Regions from separate parts of the Mus musculus genome. Here all the other regions are linked to region 1. The links are chromatin contacts, called in public HiChIP or PLAC-seq and promoter capture Hi-C maps. All regions are on one chromosome and are shown on one strand. Each heading gives the region's core, a stretch centred on a gene start, on an enhancer-like site or on the middle of the called end of the contact. The rest is flanking DNA. Distances are from core to core; before and after follow the strand shown.

Evidence for each region. Promoter capture Hi-C pulls out the DNA fragments that hold promoters and counts their contacts. HiChIP or PLAC-seq counts read pairs in DNA pulled down with a chosen protein or histone mark.
Region 2: a contact with region 1 is called in a promoter capture Hi-C map of liver, with 5 times the contacts expected there. The contact joins the enhancer-like site here to the promoter of Pdgfra in region 1. A contact is called at or near these places in 18 of 39 promoter capture datasets (3T3-L1-derived adipocytes, the C10 cell line, HPC-7-derived erythroid cells and 13 more), 4 of 15 datasets of contacts at CTCF or cohesin (the NIH/3T3 cell line, embryonic stem cells, large pre-B cells and 1 more), 5 of 484 Hi-C or Micro-C datasets (the C3H10T1/2 cell line, gonadal supporting cells, uterus and 1 more), 19 of 115 datasets of contacts at active chromatin or transcription factors (the NIH/3T3 cell line, craniofacial prominence, embryonic basal ganglia and 14 more) and 3 of 9 other capture datasets (embryonic stem cells, liver and macrophages).
Region 3: an H3K4me3 HiChIP or PLAC-seq map of stem cell-derived neural progenitor cells shows a contact between it and region 1, with 20 read pairs. The contact joins the enhancer-like site here to the promoter of Pdgfra in region 1. A contact is called at or near these places in 8 of 39 promoter capture datasets (3T3-L1-derived adipocytes, HPC-7-derived erythroid cells, Sertoli cells and 5 more), 2 of 15 datasets of contacts at CTCF or cohesin (the NIH/3T3 cell line and large pre-B cells), 15 of 115 datasets of contacts at active chromatin or transcription factors (the NIH/3T3 cell line, craniofacial prominence, embryonic basal ganglia and 11 more) and 2 of 9 other capture datasets (embryonic stem cells and macrophages).
Region 4: an H3K4me3 HiChIP or PLAC-seq map of embryonic limb bud shows a contact between it and region 1, with 7 times the contacts expected there. The contact joins the enhancer-like site here to the promoter of Pdgfra in region 1. A contact is called at or near these places in 25 of 39 promoter capture datasets (the 3T3-L1 cell line, 3T3-L1-derived adipocytes, the C10 cell line and 14 more), 4 of 15 datasets of contacts at CTCF or cohesin (the NIH/3T3 cell line, large pre-B cells, pro-B cells and 1 more), 51 of 484 Hi-C or Micro-C datasets (3T3-L1-derived adipocytes, the HL-1 cell line, the HPC-7 cell line and 30 more), 22 of 115 datasets of contacts at active chromatin or transcription factors (the NIH/3T3 cell line, bone marrow-derived dendritic cells, craniofacial prominence and 13 more) and 5 of 9 other capture datasets (adipose tissue, embryonic stem cells, liver and 2 more).
Region 5: an H3K4me3 HiChIP or PLAC-seq map of embryonic limb bud shows a contact between it and region 1, with 7 times the contacts expected there. The contact joins the enhancer-like site here to the promoter of Pdgfra in region 1. A contact is called at or near these places in 12 of 39 promoter capture datasets (the 3T3-L1 cell line, 3T3-L1-derived adipocytes, the C10 cell line and 6 more), 2 of 15 datasets of contacts at CTCF or cohesin (large pre-B cells and stem cell-derived epiblast-like cells), 3 of 484 Hi-C or Micro-C datasets (the C10 cell line, palatal mesenchyme and uterus), 13 of 115 datasets of contacts at active chromatin or transcription factors (craniofacial prominence, embryonic basal ganglia, embryonic forebrain and 9 more) and 3 of 9 other capture datasets (adipose tissue, liver and macrophages).

Annotation. Positions count from the first base shown.
Region 1 is chr5:75,150,904-75,153,603 of GRCm38.p6, forward strand. It overlaps Pdgfra (platelet derived growth factor receptor, alpha polypeptide), which reads left to right and starts at 1,348. Exons shown (of 23, transcript NM_011058.3): 1 at 1,348-1,554.
Region 2 is chr5:74,553,484-74,556,183 of GRCm38.p6, forward strand. All of the region lies in intron 8 of Fip1l1 (FIP1 like 1 (S. cerevisiae)), which reads left to right. Among named protein-coding and RNA genes, the nearest start is that of Fip1l1, 19 kb to the left of the region's middle. Within about 2 kb of position 1,303, at least 1 of the 459 cell types and tissues checked has an H3K27ac peak or open chromatin away from gene starts, as enhancers often do.
Region 3 is chr5:74,480,840-74,483,539 of GRCm38.p6, forward strand. It overlaps Scfd2 (Sec1 family domain containing 2), which reads right to left. Exons shown (of 9, transcript NM_001114660.2): 3 at 1,311-1,438. Among named protein-coding and RNA genes, the nearest start is that of Scfd2, 50 kb to the right of the region's middle. Within about 2 kb of position 1,387, at least 31 of the 459 cell types and tissues checked have an H3K27ac peak or open chromatin away from gene starts, as enhancers often do. A contact at or near this core is called in oligodendrocyte precursor cells, stem cell-derived neural progenitor cells and trophoblast stem cells, where this site is marked.
Region 4 is chr5:74,592,052-74,594,751 of GRCm38.p6, forward strand. The region is part of intron 16 of Fip1l1 (FIP1 like 1 (S. cerevisiae)); the gene reads left to right. It also overlaps a transcript of Lnx1 not described here. Among named protein-coding and RNA genes, the nearest start is that of Gm32304, 54 kb to the right of the region's middle. Within about 2 kb of position 1,325, at least 9 of the 459 cell types and tissues checked have an H3K27ac peak or open chromatin away from gene starts, as enhancers often do. A contact at or near this core is called in craniofacial prominence and embryonic limb bud, where this site is marked.
Region 5 is chr5:74,387,020-74,389,719 of GRCm38.p6, forward strand. All of the region lies in intron 5 of Scfd2 (Sec1 family domain containing 2), which reads right to left. Among named protein-coding and RNA genes, the nearest start is that of Gm32064, 72 kb to the left of the region's middle. Within about 2 kb of position 1,387, at least 37 of the 459 cell types and tissues checked have an H3K27ac peak or open chromatin away from gene starts, as enhancers often do. A contact at or near this core is called in adipose tissue, craniofacial prominence, embryonic limb bud and 2 more, where this site is marked.

The DNA of each region.
Region 1 (2,700 bases), core at 98-2,597:
CTCTCAGCCCAGCTCCAGGCATCCTCTTCCCGAGCCTGATATCCCCACGGTCGGTCCTGTCCCATTTAGGGACAGCACTCGGCATTTCGGGGAAACCTCTGTGATTTACGCCAGAGCCTCAGGTCCACTATAGTGGTGAAATAACCGATGGTTATTCGACGTTTTGTTATCAACCTGGTCACCTTGTCCATTTTAATTTTGATGTGTGAGATGGAGGTGGTGGTGGTGGTGGTGGTGGTGGTGGTGGTGGTGGTGGTGGTGGTGGAGATAGAGGACTTCTCACACCCCCCCCCCCACACACACACACCAAAAGCATTCAAAAATAGAGCGCAAGTCGAAGGCCCTCCCTTCCCCCACCCGCTCCGGGAAGTCCCGCTTCGCCCAGGTTTGGTTCCTGGAGTGTCAGCGCCCCCTTTCCCTCGCCAGCAGGATCGCCGTGTCCCAACTGTCTCTCGCTGGGTGTCTTGGGTTCCCTGGTTTGTGGCTCAAACGTCCTGAAAGCTTTCCTAGGGTACGTCGCGTGCGACCCACTCGGAAGGGTGGAATTTAGGAGGATAAAAATCCTTCTGCCATCAAGATGCAGAGGGCAGGCATTTGGTAGTCACGCCTAGCCTGAGCGTTTTCATATGAAGATAGAAGAAGCGAGGACCAGATAACCCCCGAAAACAAAGGCAGGACCAGATAAGTGGCTCCGAAGGGATAAAGGTCGTTCTTTCCTTCTTCCGGAGAACATCCCAAAGGTACGCCGAGCAACCGTTATTTGCACACCGCCTCACAATCCAGCCTTTCAAAAACCCATCATCTTCCTATTAGACTCCACAGTTTCCTAATCCCATTAAAGGATTAGCAACTACACGGCACTTTCCCTTAAGACCCCCAGTTCAAAACGACGCAGCCGCGTTAGAATTTCTCCCCAGGGCCATATTTCTAGCGAGGCCCAGACTGTCTATAGAAAGGATAATTTGAATTCTAGATTTATATTCGTTTTAGAAATGAGCAGCAATTTTACGTGTATTTTCTTTTCGAAGAGAATACAAAACAATAGCACCCCCACCCCCAAATTGGGAAGTCAACTCATTTTGGAAATGATGGCTGTTTGTAGTTTCCTGAAACCTCTTTCCCGGCAGAACGTCAACACCTCCCCCTTCGGCCCCCCACCCCACCCCATCTGGTTTGCTCCCCCCTCCTCGTTGTTGTTGAAGTCTGGGGGTTGGGACTGGCCCCCCTGATTGCATAAGAGCAAAAAGCAAAGAAGAGGTCTTGAGCCTGAGAGAGTCAGAGAGCAAGGAGTCCTAGGGAAACTTTTATTTTGAAGAGACCAAGGGGGGGGGGGACTTCATTTCCTGACAGCTATTTACTTTAAGCAAATGATTAGTTTTTGGAGGACGGACTATAACATTGAATCAATTACAAAATGCGGGTTTTGAGCCCATTACTGTTGGAGCTTGAGGGAGAGAAACAAACGGAGGAGCTGCGGGGAAGGACTGGAAGCTTGGGGCTTACTTTTCACTCCGGGTATCGGATTTTCTTTGCAAATTGACATAGAAGGAGAAGGTAAGGGAGAGGAAAAAGTGACTTTTGTTTCTCAAGAAGGTCCCTGATCATAACTTGGGGCTGCAAGAAGCTAAGTAACTTCAAATTTTGGGCAACGAGGAAAACAAAAACAAAACAGCTGAGTTCAGTGGTGTGTCCAGAAAGTAACTTATTCTGAATAAACTTCACTGGAATGGGGGGTGTGGGGGGGTAACCATTAGAGAGTCAAAGATAAAAAAAAAAAAAGAAAAAGAAAAAGAAAATGAAAAAAAATCCAGACCTATTTTTAAAAGCAATGTTTTTTTTTTTTTCCCTACACAATCCTATAGCCTTCCAAAGAAATTGTTAGGCTTACATTTTTGAGGTTTTCCTCCAGGGTGGGGGTGGCGTTCGTGCTTACTGGGACGAACACCAAGTAACATTGGGGGGGTGGAAGCCGCGGCGCTTGGCCTCTTGGCAGTGGGTCACGGAAGAGGACAGGTTTTTAATGAGTATTTTCATTCGTCGCCCGCGGTTTGGCGGGACTACGCTGTAGCGGGTGGTGCGGCGCGAAGCTTGGGGAGGGGGCGCACCAGGAGAAGTGTGTGTGTGGAGGGGAAAGGGGCGCCGAGTGGGGCGCGGGAAAGCGCTAAGAAAAAAGGGAGGTGTGAAGGGCTCGGCTGGAGGAGGTCGGACCTCGGATGCCGGCCGGGCACACTCGGCGCCAGTCGAGCCCTCGTAATTACTGGACGGCGCTGCTGTTGGAAACATCTGGGGCCAGACTTGAGCGCGGCGGTGGCGGCTGCAGCACCGTGAGAGGGGCGCGCGGGCGAGGGGCGCAGCTCCAAGGGTTCCGGAGAGATTGGAGCGAATTACTTGGGTGCTAGAAGCCTCGGGCGGAATCCGCAGTGCGCTGGGATCGTGCGCCTCTCACTCCAGCGACGGAGGCAGCGGCGGCAGCGGCGGCGCGGACGAGCGATCTGGAATAATGACAAACACATTTGGCCTCGAGTGAAGAAGTCGTCCTGGCCTCGCATTCCAGCAACTGGGATTTGAGGAATTTCAAACTGCACTCCGAGGGGCCCTCATTGTGCTCCGTAGTCCCCACCCCCACTCGGCTCACTTGCGTCTCCAGTGGAGTCTTTTCTGCACGGCCGGGGGTTGGGGGGGCCTGGCTCTTGCTTAGTC
Region 2 (2,700 bases), core at 53-2,552, 600 kb before region 1:
CCCATATCCCAACAGGATCTGTATGTTTTAAATTAATTTGCTTTTAGTAAGCAGTAGAACTCCTTTTTCAATAACCTCAGGGTTTTTTTTTTTCCTCCAGAAAAAAGAAGTGTAATCATTTTCTTTGAGTGATATATAAATTCATTTAGGAAAGTACTGTAGTGAGCATGTTACTGAGTGTGTACACGTTAAAGCCATGGCGTAAGAAGCATGATGACAAACATGTTTCAGGGCATGCATAACTCATGGACATGGAATGTATATTCAAAGGTTGCAGTTCAGATGGAAGAAACTCTAGGCATGTTCATCATGCATCTTAAAGCTGTAACTGAAGATAAATAAAGGCTGAAAATAAAAAAAGGTGTGTTAAAATAGGAGTTTGCCCCTACAATTCCCCACCTGATAATGTTAATGACACCTGTTCCTCCACGCCAGGGCCCTTTTTATTTCTAGACATATCCTTTCTTGTTTCCTTCTTTCTTTATTTATTTATTTTTATTAGGTATTTTCTTCATTTACATTTCTAATGCTATCCCCAAAAGTCCCCCATACCCTCCCCCCCCTCCCCCACCCACTCCCACTTCTTGGGCCTGACCTCCCCTGTACTGAGGCATATAAAGTTTGCAAGACCAATGAGCCTCTCTTTCCACTGATGGCCGACTAGGCCATCTTCTGATTCATATGCAGCTAAAGACACGAGCTCTGGGGGTTACTGGTTAGTTCATATTGTTGATAAACGCATTTTTAAGGCCTAATTAATTATAGGTAGGTGCCATCGGATAAAAACCAATAGCTAGTTAATAGAGATCTGCCTCTTTTTAAGTTAGTAAATACTTAGCTTTATTTTATTAAAAATTTATTTAATGATAATTTTTAATATCTTGACTTATAATTAATTAATTCCCCCTTTCCACTCTTTCCTCTAACCCCTCCCACAATCCTTATTCTCAAATACATGGCCTCTTTTTTAAAAAGTTTTGTTTTATGCACAACACACACACACACACGTTCCTAAATATAATCCACTCTGTGTGTATTACTAGTGTGCATATGGCCTCAGAGCTGATTATTTGGCAATGGATAACTAGTTATGGGGCTCTTCTTTATTATTATTTGGTAATGGATAACTAGTTATGGGGCTCTTTGGAAAGACCATTTCTCCCACTCAGCATTTCCCAGTTGCCCATAATTCTTAGGCTGAGGGTTGAAGCTCCTTGAGCTTCTTCCCTTCTGTGTTGACATGGCCATTGGGATGGTCATTGGTTAAGTCTTGTTTGGGCAGCCACGTCGATAAGCCTGGCATTTCTAGGAGACATAGTTTCACTACAAACTTCCTGTTCTCTGGCTCTTTCTGCCCCTCTCTTTCCCTCAATGATCCTCAAGCTTTGCGTGCAGGAATTCTATTGCTGTATCAAGTGGGACTGAGTACCACGTGACTTTTGCTTATTGCATTTGAACTGTTGTGATGTCTATAATTGCTGTTGCTGAAGAAGTTTCTTTGAAAGGGGGTGAACTACACTTCTCTCTGGGCATGAGAACAAATATCAGTACTATATCAACTATACTACAGGTCAGGCCTCATGACCAGAAGTTGACTAATACAAAATGGTCTACATGTTTTTTGGAGCGCATTTTTGTCTTGGTATTTTTGTCTTCAGGAGTTGTTTGTTTGCTTGTTTGTTTTTGTTAGGATAGAGTTAGAATGTAGTTAGGAATTATGCTTACTTAGTAAAGTGAAGGTCTCCTCCAAGACTGGCTTTATTTCCAGTAGCAGCTGTTGTTTTCCTCTTGGTGACCAGGCTTTAACTCCACCTGGACAGCTGTGGGCTACAGCCATGGTTTACGTGCTGCTGCTGCACCTTACAGTCCTCCTGCCATGCAGGTTGTTGCTGTGATACGTGGGCATCATAGCTGGCCAGGACTAGTCTTTGCTTCCCTCCAGTGGCTTTGGAGTTAGCGTAAAGAGGGAGAGGTAGTAAGGAGACTGGCGACTGATTCCCAGTGCCTGGGTACGCAGATCTGGCATGATGGGTGCTGGCTGGTTCTAGTGATAAGTTATGGATGTGCAGGGGCAGATTTTCTTCTCATACAATATATAGTGGAACATATTCACTCTTCCAATTAACTCCAAGACCATCCTACTCACCCAACTTCATGTTCTGTTTCTTTCTCCCCTTTATCTTAACAAATGAATAAAACTCCTAAAGATAAAAATGCCAAAACAAAAATGTATACCAAAGAACATGTAATCCATGTTGGTCAGCTTCTGGTCGTGATACACCCAGTGACACTCCACTGGAGAAGAGTGATTTTCCTTTTCTCAGCAGCCGTCAGCTGTAGACAGCTGCTTGGTTATGGGTGGGACTTTATGTTCACTTTATGTTCCCTTTCTGTGCTGGGATTTGCCTGGTTTGAATTTGTGCTGGTCTTATGCATGATCTCACATTCTCCATGAGTTCATGTGCGCATCAGTCCTGTTCTGTCTGGATGATGTTCTTGGAATCATTTATGACCTTTGACTCTTACAGAGCCAGCTCTTTGTGTTTCTTTTTCTTCTGCATAGGTTCCTGAGCCTTGAGGGAACAGGTTTGATAAAGACATCCCATTTAAGGATGAATGCTCCAAAGTCTCTTACTCTCTGCACATTTTTCATTCGTGGGTCTCTGTGTTAGTTCCCATTTACTGCAGCAAGCTTCTCTG
Region 3 (2,700 bases), core at 137-2,636, 670 kb before region 1:
ATAGTATGGTAAGTGATGGTGTAAGATACCCAATGATGTCAACCTTTGATCCTCATGTGTACGTGCACATATATGTATACAGGTGCTAATGTAGTCAAACATGCATGCACATAAATATATACATACCACACACAAGTACACATGTTAAAAACAATAAAGAGAAAGAAGAAAAGCAAGCAGGGACAGGACAGTTCACAGTTTTTTACTGTGGGATGGCAACCCCATCCTTCCACTTGATGCCCTGTCTTTCTACTGGAGGTGGGCTCTACAAGTTCCCTCTCCCCACTGTAGGGCATTTCACCTAAGGTCCCTCCCTTTGAGTCCTGAGTGTCTCTCACCTCCCAGGTCTCTGGTACAAGAGGGTCCCTCCATCTCCTACCTCCCGAGGTTGCCTGTTTCCATTCTTTCTGCTGGCACTCGGGGCTTCAGTCCTGTCCCTCTAATACTTGGTCATGTTCCCCTTTTCCCCTCCCAGAACCCTCCCTCCCTCTGCCCACTGTGATTGCTTTCCCCTCCTTCCAAAGTGGGATTGAAGCATCTTCACTTGGGCCCTGGAGAAGAGATTGAGGGAAAGGAGGTTCAGTGACCAGTCCAAATTGAGATCTAGCTCAAGGGGAGGCTCCAAGGCCTGACACTATTACTGATGCTATGGTGAGCTTACAGACAGGAGCCTAACATGGCTGCCCTCTGAAAGGCCCAACAAGCAGCTGAAAAACTCAGATGCAAACACTTACACTCGAGCAATGGACAGAAGCCGGGGACCCCTCTGGTTGAATTAGGGAAAGGCTGGAAGAAGCTGAGGAGGAGGGAAACCCCAGAGGAAGACAGCAGTCTCTACTAACCTGGACCCCTGAGATCTCTCAGACACTGAGCCACCAACCAGGCAGCGTACACCAGCTGATATGAGGCCCCTGACACATATGCAACAGAGAACTGGTCTTGCCTCAGTGGGAGAAGTACCACCTAACCCTTGAAAGACTCGAGGCTCCAGGGAGGAGGGAGACCTGGTGGGGTAGAATGGGGGGGTGGGCATTGGGGACAACCTCATAGAGATGGGGGAGGAGGAATGGGATGAGGAACTGTGGGAGGGCAGAACGGGGGCAGGGGGATAACGACTGGACTGTAAAAACGATTAAAGATAATTTCATCTTTACTTTTTAAAAAAGGAAGCAGGCAAAAGAGAGAAGACAGAAAGGTAGGAAGGCAAGAAGCGGAATGAATAGACAGACACCAGGGCAATATCAAAGCTGCAGCTTTGCTTCTTTTGAAAACAGGATTTCTGGGCTGCCTCCGCAGAGGCAGGGGCTTACCCATACTCATCTTGATGGGCAGGTTCTCTCTGCTGGCTGCTTCCACTAGATGTCTCCGAACTTCCATCACTGCCTCTTTGTGCTTGGAGTTCAGTAAGGCTTCCCACAGGGCCTTGGCTGAGGCCTCACTGCAGTGGAAACACATACAGCTTAGAGTAAATTCCTACTGGGAAATAGGAGCACTAATACCATCATTGCCACTGGGAAGTATTAACTTGATACAGGGTGTCTAATTCATTTAATGGGCAGGATATTAAGGAATTAAGGGGACAACAAACTCAGGATAAAGGGGAGAAGAAAGGCTACATTGTTCCATGAAAGTATGAGAAAATTATGTATTAGATATATTTTTGGAGACTTTTCATTTGAAAGTAGTTAACAATGCAACTCATTGCTAAAGAAACATGAATGTCAGAAAAGCCAAAATTAAATGTAAGGCTAAAACCAACATATCAATAGTGTCAACTTGACATAGCATACTGTGTGAGAGGCACAGAGAAATCCTCACTGAGAATTCTTGTACAGATTGTCAATGTACTTCCTAACAAGCAGACTTCCTGGTGAGTAAGAATGAGGGCTTGCACTCGGTGGCAGGCACTGAAGTATTCCACTCCAGGCATTCAGCAGGAAGGATGGCCCTTAGGGAAGCCTTTACAATCATCTGTTGATAGCAGCCCAAGCACTGCATTATGCAGGGTCTCATCTGGGTTCATTTCCCAGTAGCTCTCTGTCTCATCTGCCATGTCGTGTCCCTGTTATAAATGAGCACAGTGTTCTTCCCGGAAGGCAGCGGCCACAAAGCCAAGTATACGCATTTGTAATAACGTTTTCAAAGCTCAATATAAAGGAAACAAGGGTGACTTTGTCCTTTCCTAAGGACATCTTCCACCTAAAAAGCCCCACCAACACTAAGCACTCAATAAAGAGTAATAGCTCTTTATCAGCTACTCTTACATGTGAAGTCATATCTTTAAACTCAAAACTACAGCTTCTCTGATGGCTAGCTTAGCTACCAACTTGTCAGACTGAGGAATACATAAAAAATCAGTAAAGCACATTTCTCCATGTCTGAGAGGATGTTCCCAGAGGGAAGTCCTGACCTGCCTGTGGACTCCACTGTCGAATATGTTGGGCGCTGGGCAGAAGTAGAAATTAAAGAAGCAGGGAAGGCTTCGAGCCTGGGCTTGACGCTGTGTGGGCATTCTGATGCGTTTGCCGCTGCTTACAGGCAGTAGGCTCTACACACAGCCTTTGAGTGCTCACTCAGAGCTTTACAGGGAGCTTCTAAGACTCCAGCCTAGGCCCGGAGCTAAACCTTGCCTCTAACCTCCTCCCCACCTTATTCCGAGGCATCCAGCTTCTTCAATGGAGGGAGCAGCTCCCTCTAGCT
Region 4 (2,700 bases), core at 75-2,574, 560 kb before region 1:
TGAGGAGATGAATTCCAGTTCACCTGGGAAAGGAGTATTCAAGGTGTGGTTAGAAAAGCCATTTTGAAATCATACTCATTTTGTTCTTGAGGATTCCAAGTACTGTAAGCAGCAATTTTCACACCATGTTGTTCACTTGGCCTTTAAAGGAAGTTTATATCCCCTCACAGGTTTCCTTCTTATCACCTAAACATGATTTCTCAGTGATTGCTTATAGTTAGGCCACATGAAGAATCGAGTACCTGCAGAGCCATGTACTCTTCAAGCTAGTTTCGATCCTGTGTTAGATAAGTTTAATTAGTTGGTAATTCATATACAGTCCTAATATATATTGTTTTCAAATAAAATTTCCACTTTATGTATTGTGAGTTAAAAAATACTGATTTACTGATTGTCCCATTTATTTGTTTTTTAATGTTTCATTCATGTGAGTGACATTTTGAGTCCTGTTCTGAGCCAGAAATAGTGCTGTTTCCTAAAATACATAAATATTCATACATTGTCTTTACACATTAAATTCATAGAACTGTTAAGCTGACTCAGTCAAAGAGTGTATGACAAAGGACTAGAAAAGATGATGAAAATACTTTTCTCCCACCCTGTTTTCTCATGACTTGACACATAGTAGATATTTAATACAACTTTATTGATCAAATAGGTAAATGACAGTATGGCATGTACATGTAAGTGGGACAGACAGTGCTGGCTACAGCCACCGACACGCACCGTTCTGCTTATGTTCAAGGGCAGGAGTTTTTTCAGGAAGTTGTCTAGTTTCCAATGTGGTTGAAATGTACCTCTGAAGTAGCATATTGTCTGTAAAATGTATGTGTCACAGTCAAGGATCTTAGTGCAGAAATGCATTGGAAGAAGATCTTGCATCGCACACCGGATGCACACACGCACAGGGGCTGCTGACTTTCTGCTGAATTGGAAAATGTTAGTGGTTAAACCATGTGTTCATTTTCAGGTTGCTGAGTTTTAAGGCATTACTTAAATTTAAGAAAAAGCTTGAGGCCAGAAAAGCAGAAAGTAGAGGAGTTCTCTGTTCTGACTTGTCCTAGGAAAATTGTACTAGGAAATACTCATGGGAAGTAAAAGCTGTTTCTAAAGACTGACAAAAATATTCTAAAAGCAAAACATACATAGTATGTGTCGCATTACAAATTACAGGGTCACTGTTTTGAAAATTAGAGAGCAGTTTTAACATCTGTTTTTAAGGCAGTTTAATTGAGGGCCAGAAAGAAGACTGGTTGCTATAGGATGTTAGAAAATGTGTTCTAATGAGTTCCAGGCCTGGAGTGACCTTTGCACTATGGCGTGTATCAGAAGGGATGGGGCGCGGCTGCTGTTTTCATGAAGGGCCGACTCCCCAGCACGTGACGGCCTACAGCATTCAAGGAAAAGAGGGGCTACACATAATGAGTTGTGCAGTAACTGGCCTTCCGTATTTTATGCAAGCTTAGTTGGAGTCATTACAAAGAAAACCTCATTTGTTGATGGACTTAGTTATAATATCCACTTGTCTCTGTACTGGTTTTTGTTTTTTGTTTTTACCTTGGAGAGAATTATTAGAGCCCCAGAAACCTTTATAGGAAATACTCTGCTTCTGAAAATGTAAGCACTAAACTCCTTGAAGAATTCCATGTCTTTATACTGTGCTGTGTGCACATGCTCATCCCCTGGAGCCCCTGAGAGCCCAGAGGACAACTCGCAGGGGTCAATTCTATCCTCTACAATATGAAGACTGAGGATCAAACTTGGGTGCCACCTGCAGCAAGTACCGTTCCCCACTGATGTCCTTTCAGGGCAAGAATTCCAACCACTGACTGCTTACTCTCACACCACGCACTTTATAAACATTCCTGTTGGTCTCAAGGAAACCTTGAAAAGATTGACAGTTACAGATGAGAAGCCTTGAGGTCTAAAGGAGTGAAGTTCAGCATTCCTGGGGCTCAGCCTTAGGTCATGCTGCACATGTATGTGCACACTGCCGCTTTGCACTGCCTGTCAATAGTATGGCTGTACAGTCTTAATATATCCCAGTCATTATTTGGGCAGCAGTGTGTTCTGGCACTGTAAATATCATTACTGACCACTCCTTTTGCTAGGTGGTCACAGGCAGGTTTGTTCTTCTCTACAGCGTATGCTTTCCCCTGAGCCTGTTATTCCCAGGCAGATTCTTGAACATCTTGTAGCTGCATACAAATTCCTAATTATTTTTTAAAACTAAAGCTTTTGACAGTATTCTAAAAGATGTTTATTTTAAATAACAGAATTGTCTAATACTGGGTTTTAAAATCTTGAATTTTGTGTCAGGAACAAAAAAGGGAAAAGCCCCGCATGGTAGTACATGTGTGTAATCCCCAGAAAATAAGCTGTAATTTGTATGCATGCATTTGAAGTTTTTAGCCACATGTCATCATTAATGTACATAGTAGGCAGGGACAGAGACAGGTGCGGGTGAGGTAGCTGAGATATACAGGTTGTATGGTCTGTGTGGGGATGCAGGTGTCGATGGCTTGCTTTCCTTCATGTTTATTATTCTGCACGTGATGCAAGTTGTACTGTGTCTGCTGGTAAAAAGCAAACACTTAAAAAAATTATTAACCTCTTTTGTCTGCCTTCTACTGTAGAAGCTACTGTGAGCTATATATTCTTGGAATCTTTACTACATAGCCAATGCTTTACAGATTTTCC
Region 5 (2,700 bases), core at 137-2,636, 760 kb before region 1:
GGATTTGCACTTACAGTTGCTATTATCTGTTCTCACTGCACAGAATGTTGTCCTAACAATATTTCTCACCAATGATATGTCACGACTCCTGCTCCCTCTGATGCTCTATCTATTCTTTGGGCACCATCCTGTCATCCAAATCAGAGACTCTCCTGATCTTGCCCCACATTTGTACTTTTGCAAAGTTACAGGAAACTTTGAGACAGAATCAGAGCTTCCTTCTTTGTTAGTCTTTCACCATTCAGTTACCATTAACAAGAGCCTATTATGTGCCTGCAGATAAGATTTGCACTTGAGGTACAGGGATTTGCAGAACCCACAGAGTTTATGGCCTAGAAGTGAATGCCAGATACTATTGAAATTATTATACAGCTATATAATAAACTATGCTTGCATTAAAACCCACAGTCAGATGGGGTGCACTGAGGTAATCTGGAGGGTTGAGGAAGGTGGACCTCAGGCTCTGTGGTTTGGAATGAGCTCTAAAGGGGTTAACTGTGCTGCCCTGGGAAAGTAGTTCAAGAGCCTCTGGTATAAAGGGAGTATAACACATTTAAGTAAGCACATGGCCTGTGGTAGAGACACAGAGAATGAAAGAAGAAAAGGGCCCCAGAGGGAGGCAATCATGGAAAATGATACTCCACAGCTCTGCAAGGCCCAGGACCAAGGGGTGTGCCACGGAGTCCAGACATAGAGGGAGCCATGGGTGTGGCACACTAGTTAGAAGCTGTTTGAGGCTCCTCCCTACCCTGGAGAATAATGACCCAAATTTTTTTCAGTCCTTTTGCTGTTCTATTATTTTAGGAAAAATGTTGATAATTTTTTCCACTGTCAAATAGAAAAAACAAGAGTCAACCAAACCCCCAAATATGGTGCTGGGTATATAGCTCAGTAGAGGAATGTTGACTAGCACAATCAAGGTCCTAAGCTTGGTGCTCACCCTGGGTGAGGGTAGGGAAGTCTATACAGATACTTTCATCCTCAGACATATTTTCCTGATTTTTTTCACATGTTAAATCTGTGAAAAAATAATTTGGGCATGATTTGGCTCAAGCAAGAACTGACAAGATAATAACAATAAGGATAGCTAAGAGTGGGCTAGTGCTAGTTTCCGTTGCACGTGCACCACCCAAAAACCTCCGACACACACAGCCCCAGATGGCTTCTGTTCTGCTGGAGGCTGAGGATGGCTGTCCAGACTCCTAACAGCTCCCACACCTCCAGCCTGGTACCTGGCAATCCCGCCCCTCTGAAATGCTATAACCACCCCTAGTCAAAAGCCATTACAAATGCCTGTTTCTAAAGAAGCCTGTGCTCGGCACAGATGATGTCATTCTTGTCTGGATTCCTGTTCCCTTGGAGAACAACTTGAAATAATCAAGAGACGTGTGCTAACTCCCCAAGCCCCCAGTCACTGAGATGCTCTGTCTGCTTTCTGAGTTCTCTCTGAGAGGAGTGAGATGAGTAACAAGAAAAGTTAAAAAGGTGCTGGCAGGACAGAGATTAATTTTAAAAATTATTAAAAATACAATTACACACTATATGGAGACCAGTGTCTGGGAACACGATATAAAGCACTCTGCATTTATTAATTATGAACAAGCATGCTACTTTACTTCTTACAAACCAAGGAGGGGATGGAACCAGCAGCTGTAACTGTAGTCCAGTGTTTGGTTTCCACACTCATAAAAACGAGATGCATTCCCAGCCAAAAAGTATCCAAACACATTTAATGGGGAAGGACTCTCAAATCCTACACCACTATATGAAAATCCTACACCACTATATGAAAAGAATTGTTCAGATTAAACTATTTGTCTTTACCAGCACAACACAGATAAAAAATGAAGTGTCCTCTCATTTCAGTGAATTGCTTGGATAAAACCTCAGCTTCTAAAACCTAACACATGAACTCTTGTTGCATTAGAAAATGTAAATTGCTAATGAGCACTGCTCCATATCAGTTTCCTGTTCCAGTTGGCTCTCTGTCAGCTTGGCAACAAATCAAGAGCCTGAAGAAGAGGTGCAGCCATGTGTTTTGCTTTAAAAAATAAAAGGAATAAAAAAGGGGGAGGGGGCTTCATTTTATACATGCCTCAGTGAAAATCACCACCCCGCTTGGGACCAGTTCAGTCCAGGTGCCATGGACAGAATAAACAGGCAACACACGTAGACAGACAAAGTCAGCCTCTATAAAAATTATATTTCTGCTTACATTTATAGTTATGTTTCAAAACACAGTATCACTGTGCTTGCACACACATACACATGTGTGCGCTCTTTTTGGTGTCCAACTTGTTAGTCTTTCATTTTCCCATCATCAAATGAGTCTCAGCCTAGAATCTGTTATATCCCTTTCTTATCCACCCACCCACCCATCGATCCATCCATCTAACTTGGCCTATCTATCTATCTATCTATCTATCTATCTATCTATCATCTGTCCATCTAGCTTATTAAACGGCATCAAAGCAGGTACTGATTGAAATAATTCCTAAAACTAACGCCAAGCATGGTGGCACAGGCTCCTGATCCTAGCACTCAGCAGACTGAGACTGGAAAAACATGAGTTTAAGGGTAGCCTGGGCTACATAGTGAGTTCCCTCTTTGCCACATTTTTAGGCTAAAATGTTTTTACCTCAATGTTTTTCTTCACTATCAGGATCCTAATAATCTCTTTGGGGGCTAAAGGGTCCTCCT